2 separate regions of the Xenopus laevis genome follow, and region 1 is linked to region 2. A link is a contact called in public Hi-C data. All regions are on one chromosome and are shown on one strand. The core of a region is the stretch at or near the end of the contact, and the rest is flanking DNA. Distances in the headings are between cores, read along the strand shown. Region 1 holds the start of lamb2.L (laminin subunit beta 2 L homeolog). Region 2 overlaps lamb2.L (laminin subunit beta 2 L homeolog).

Evidence for each region. A called contact is a pair of places that touch in the nucleus more often than the background predicts.
Region 1: a contact with region 2 is called in a Hi-C map of the XL177 cell line, with 4 times the contacts expected there. The contact joins the promoter of lamb2.L here to the enhancer-like site in region 2. A contact is called at or near these places in 2 of 4 Hi-C or Micro-C datasets (the XL177 cell line and the XTC cell line).

What each region holds. Positions count from the first base shown.
Region 1 is chr4L:138,229,646-138,232,345 of Xenopus_laevis_v10.1, reverse strand. It overlaps lamb2.L (laminin subunit beta 2 L homeolog), which reads left to right and starts at 1,398. Exons shown (of 34, transcript NM_001094695.1): 1 at 1,398-1,559.
Region 2 is chr4L:138,163,503-138,166,202 of Xenopus_laevis_v10.1, reverse strand. It overlaps lamb2.L (laminin subunit beta 2 L homeolog), which reads left to right. Exons shown (of 34, transcript NM_001094695.1): 20 at 1,247-1,478; 21 at 2,003-2,166. Among protein-coding and RNA genes, the nearest start is that of usp19.L, 28 kb to the right of the region's middle. Within about 2 kb of position 1,417, at least 1 of the 7 cell types and tissues checked has an H3K27ac peak or open chromatin away from gene starts, as enhancers often do.

The sequences.
Region 1 (2,700 bases), core at 149-2,648, 66 kb before region 2:
TGTTATGTGGCCCCCCTGTGGCACTGGACTGGGCCCCTCTGGTTCTGAAAAAGGTGAATCTAAAGGTTAGCTGATGGCTAAGGGTTTGCTTGGCCTTTAAATTTAACTATTACATATAAACTGAATAAAATTGAGTATAACTATGAGTATAAAATGGCATTGAGGACAATGAGAAAAAAACTGACAGTTTGACTATTTACTCCAATGATATCTGTTTTCTTTGCATTTAACAAGTGTTGAACTACAACTCTCAGCACCCCACTGATGACTAAAAGCTGTTGGGATGTGATGGGACTACAAGTGCAACCTATGGACCCCCCTGATTTAAATAGAATGCAGCCCCAGATTTCCTTCACTGCTCCTTTCAATCAGGTGGGCGTTCTACTGTTTCTGAGCTACAACTCCCAGTATCCTATAGACTATTGTTGATGACTATATAGAAATTCTGGGAGTTCCAACCTCTTGAGAGCTGAAGAAGGCGCAACAGCCCTTAATTACGAAAGTATTTTCGAGGGCCCTATTGTCTGGGGGCCCCTCTTCTATAGCCCCACCTCTGACCCTGGCACCGATAATATTTGCCTAAAGCGAGTCGGGTGCTTTGCAGAAAAGCCCTGTCTGACTGTTTGAACATTTCATCTTTTTATGAGGGTAATTTTAGCAGCGTCTGTTTTTACACTTGTTCTCCCATTCCTGTCGCATTCTCCACCTTTTCTTTTGAGTGGGGGGGGGGTAGACCCTATTTATATAAGAAGGCACCAAAGGACACAATAATCTGCCCTGGCCTGCTCTCCGTATCAAATTAGCCTGCTATCAATTCCTAGGGTTTACTAAGTATTATGTATGGTATTTCTAAAGTCCTCCAACACAAATACTTTGCTATGCTGATGGTGAAACCTCCTTTCCTCCAGCCTCAGTGGACACCCCTGTGTCCCTTGCACAGCCCCCCTAAGGGATCTCTCGTCTTATACCGTCTCAATTATACATAATTCATTTGCTTGCCCAACTGTAGGTCCTACCTCTGATACCCCTTTATAAAAACTTCTCTGCACTGTTGGTTCTGACTTATAAAACAAAGTAGCAGAAGCCAGCTTATCAACAGACCTGGAGGGAAAACTACCTTCTGTGGCACTCGGAACTAGAGAACAAAAGGGCATAATGTTGCTTTCAATAGCAATTACATTCACAAATAACTTCTAATGACTGGAGAGAGTCACTTAGAAGGACAGTTTGTGTTGTGGGTGTAGTTCCCCTTTAATGTAATGGATGTAGCTATAATGTCAACAGAGCAGTGTGAGTGAGTGTGTAACAGGAGTGTATGATTCCCACCCTTACATTGGCCGGTGTCACAAGGTGCCAGAGACAGTCGGGGCTTTCTGTCGCTTTGTGTTGCCAGTTGTCTGGCTCCTGACTGCCAGTTACACTTCAGAGCTTGGCTCCCCCCTCACTACTGCTCTTTCCCCCTCACTGGAAATAACTTCAGAGGAGGCTCACATGCAACTGCTGCTGGAAGAGCTGACAGCTCGGAGGTGGATGGAGTTTGGAGGAAGCCTCTTTGAAAGGTAGGGGTGCAGTACGGAGGGGACACACAATATGGGGGTTACCGGACACTTTTAAGTTCTTATATCTGTCTGTCAGGCTCATGAAGCACAGCAGGAAAGTGCTGGAACCCAGAGCAGTGATTCTTAGTCAAGACTCAACTTGCCGAAATACAACTCCCAGCATCCCCTGCAAGCTGTAGGCTCTGACTGCTGCTGCTTCGGGGACCTGCTGGAATTACATTCTCCTTCCCTGCAAGTCTAGTACTAGAGACCTAAACCACAGCAAGGGGTTAAAGTTGTTGAAGACGGAGGTGGCTTTTGTATTTCAGATGTAGAACATATTTAGCTCCTCTATAAATAGTTATTGGGGGGAGACGTATTATGACATCACAATCCAACATAAATCAAAGGGAAGGCACTGGTCGGACAGGTCCAGAAATGACTGATAATCCCTGTAGTGTTTGCTATGGAGGATACAGTTATATGTCTCGCTAAAATATATAATGAGATAAAATTACTCTCCTCTGTTAGCAGCGCCGTATTCCTTTCACTCTGTTTGAGGCGTGACATCACGGTGATGTCATATGTAGGGATGCACCGAACCCACTATTTTGCATTCGGCTGAACCCCCCGAATCCTTTGTGAAAGATTCCGCCGAATACTGAACCAAATCCTAATTTGCATATTGGGAGGGGGAAACTTTTTTTACTTTCTTGTTTTGTGACAAAAAGTCACGTGATTCCCTCCCTGCCCCCAATTTGCATATGCAAATTAGTATTCGAATCCTGCTGAAAAAGGCCAAATCCTGGCTGAATCCCGAACCAAATCCTGGATTGGGTGCATCCCTAGTCGTATGTACTCAGATAAGCAAAAGTCTTCTTTGGTGGAGCATTTCTGTTCATTTCCTAAACTGCCAGCAATGATTTCAAGGGGTGGTTCGCCGTTCCCTTAATGTTTAGTATGTTATAGCTAAATCTAAGCCAATTTTCAATTGGCCTTCATTTTTTTATTTTTTATAGTTTTAGAATTATTTACAGCTTTCCAGCTTTAAAATGGGGGTCACTGACCCCATCTAAAAATCGAATGCTCTGTAAGGCTACAAATGTATTGTTATTGCTACTTTTTATTACTCATCTTTCTATTTTTTCCTCTCCTTTTCGTA
Region 2 (2,700 bases), core at 168-2,667:
ATGGTAAAATGTGTGGACGGCAAAATATTTGTGAAAGGCATTGAAGTCAATGTGCGACTTTTTTGTCTCCGTGACATTTTTGTCTTGGCGACTCTTTTGTCGTGGCAAATTTTTGCCGCAGTTTTGTGAAAAAAAATGAGCAGATGGTGAAGTGCGGAATTTTGCCACAAATCCATGGCTGGCAAAACAATTCACACATCACTAATCCAGAATGCTCAGATTCTAGAGATTTCTGTAATTTAGATTTCCATACCTTAAGTCTATTAAATAAATTATTTAAATATTATTTAAACACAATACGATTGTTTTGCTTCCAAAAATAATTATTTATATCTTAGTTGGGATGAAATACAAGGTACTGTTTTGTTATTACAGAGAAAAAGGAAATTATTTTTAAAATATTTGATAAAATGGAGTCTATGGGAAATGGCCTTCCTGTAATTCAGAGCTTTCTGGATAATGGGCTTTCAGCTAACAGATGCCATTCCTGTAAAAACTGTTACTGGGGCATGCCTACTTGGAGGGCAGACCTTAGACATGAGTGGGCCCTAGATTTAAGAAGATATTAAACAAAGACTTTTCATGTGAATGGGCCAACAGGTTCACTTAGGGGCAGCAAGGTGGAAAGTGGTAAAAAATAGGTTAAAAGCACCATGTTTTCTGCCCACAATGCAGCTTGCCATCCATTAATTGTGAGTGGCACCCTGCACTTCCCTCATAATGTAGTAGTGGGCTGGCACAAACCTGACTTCACTCCAATAGCTGATGCAGTTAAAAAAAAGTATTTTATTTAACAAATATAAACTCAAAAACAGTAACCTTACGCGTTTCGTGCCTTATGGGCACTTAGTCATAGGCTTCCCTCAAAATGCAGTGGAAATATCCAGGCTATCCTCTGTAGGTGGTGTTAAAGCAATTTTGAACCCCTTAATGCTCCAGAACCCCTACTGGACCTTAGAATCCCACATACTAGGGTTAAAGGGATATTAGATGAGAATAATAAACTGATGGGTGCTAGGTGGGCCTCCAGTAACACCAAGAAGGGGGAACTTATTAATCAATCAGTGTTCAGCTTTGATCACTATACTACAAGTTAGAAAATGAAAGTAAATATTAGATTACTATTGGTGATTACATTGATGCAATTTATAGTATATTCATAAATGAGCCCCAGATTTTCGAGCCAGGATTTGCTCAAACAGAGAAACAGATTCAGCTTATGATTTTGCCTTGTTTGTGCTTTCAGTCTGTGAGTGCAATAAAGAGGGATCCAGCCAGAATTTCTGCGACCAGCGCACGGGTCAGTGTCCTTGCCGGCCAGGAGCATTTGGTTCCAGGTGCGACCGCTGCCAGCCTGGCCACTGGGGCTTCCCGAACTGCCGGCAGTGTCAGTGCAACAGTCATTCGGAAGAGTGCGACCAGAGAACAGGGGCGTGTCTGAACTGCAGAGACCACAGCACTGGAGACAGATGTGAGAGGTGGGTTAAGTGCCAATAGTGCATTTTATGGGACCTTTTTTTGCACCTATAAGGATGATAAGAAGTGGCTTATATGTAATATGTCTTTTGTTATAAAGCTCTTACAAGAATCTAGCAAGGGGTGTGACCTTGACGGTGATGGAACTACTAGGGGTGTAAAGGGTGCAATTACACCAGGGTCCGCACCCCCTCAGGCCAGCTGTTTGCATGAATGTGAATCCGCCGGAAAAATCTTCTCTGGGCGGGCCCATCTGCATGGCCTGCACCCGGGCCCCGCGCCCCCTAGTTACGTTATTGAGGTCTAGGGGTATGACCTGATGTAACTGGGGCTTGATCAGCTGATTGGGGCCAGTAATGGAATACAAGCTCAGCATTAGACAGGGGAACCCCTAGTTTTTAGGCAGTACAGCAAATGATCATATAATATAACAAATATTCTACTGTATGAAAACCAAACTACACAACATATACAAATATATATTTTTTTTATTCAAGTAATTCCCCATTTATCCATTTCCCAACAGATGCATTGCAGGCTTTTTTGGAAACCCAGTACTCGGATCAGGGGATCACTGCCGTCCCTGCCCCTGCCCAGAGGGACCCACCAGTGGGCGACATTTCGCAGCATCCTGTCAACAAGACCCCCGTTCAAGACAAGTCATCTGTAACTGCAAACAGGGGTACTCAGGTGGGTGCTGTAATCTTTAGTCACTTTCTTGTGAAAATTTATATATTTACAATATTTGGCATGCACCTCAAGTACCTCTCACTCACCCACATCAGAAACCTAGTGTATTGTTACCTATAATGTGATGCCCAGTAACTGGTTAGCTGTATATTTGACATATTAGTATGCACTATCAGTACTGTTTCTATAGGACAGATAAAAGAAATATGGCAGGCATAGCAAGGTACTTCTTCAAGCCAACTTGTGGGCCATAGAATGTAAGCAGATACATATCTCTAACATAATAAACTCCCATTATAGCTCTAAACTGTAAATAATGGCTAAAAGTAGTGTTTTGACCACTGCAGACCATAAAGGAGAGGTCTTCAGAATTTTTCAAGTTCCTCTTGGAGTTACAGAGTAACCCTTAGCCTATAACAAGGTTTCCAAGAATATCTAGGGCAGAAAATAAGTGTTCATCCCAAATCTCACCTTAACTGACCTTCAAGCTGGAATTTCCAGTGGATCTAGGAGAGCAAATAGGCATTCTCCCCA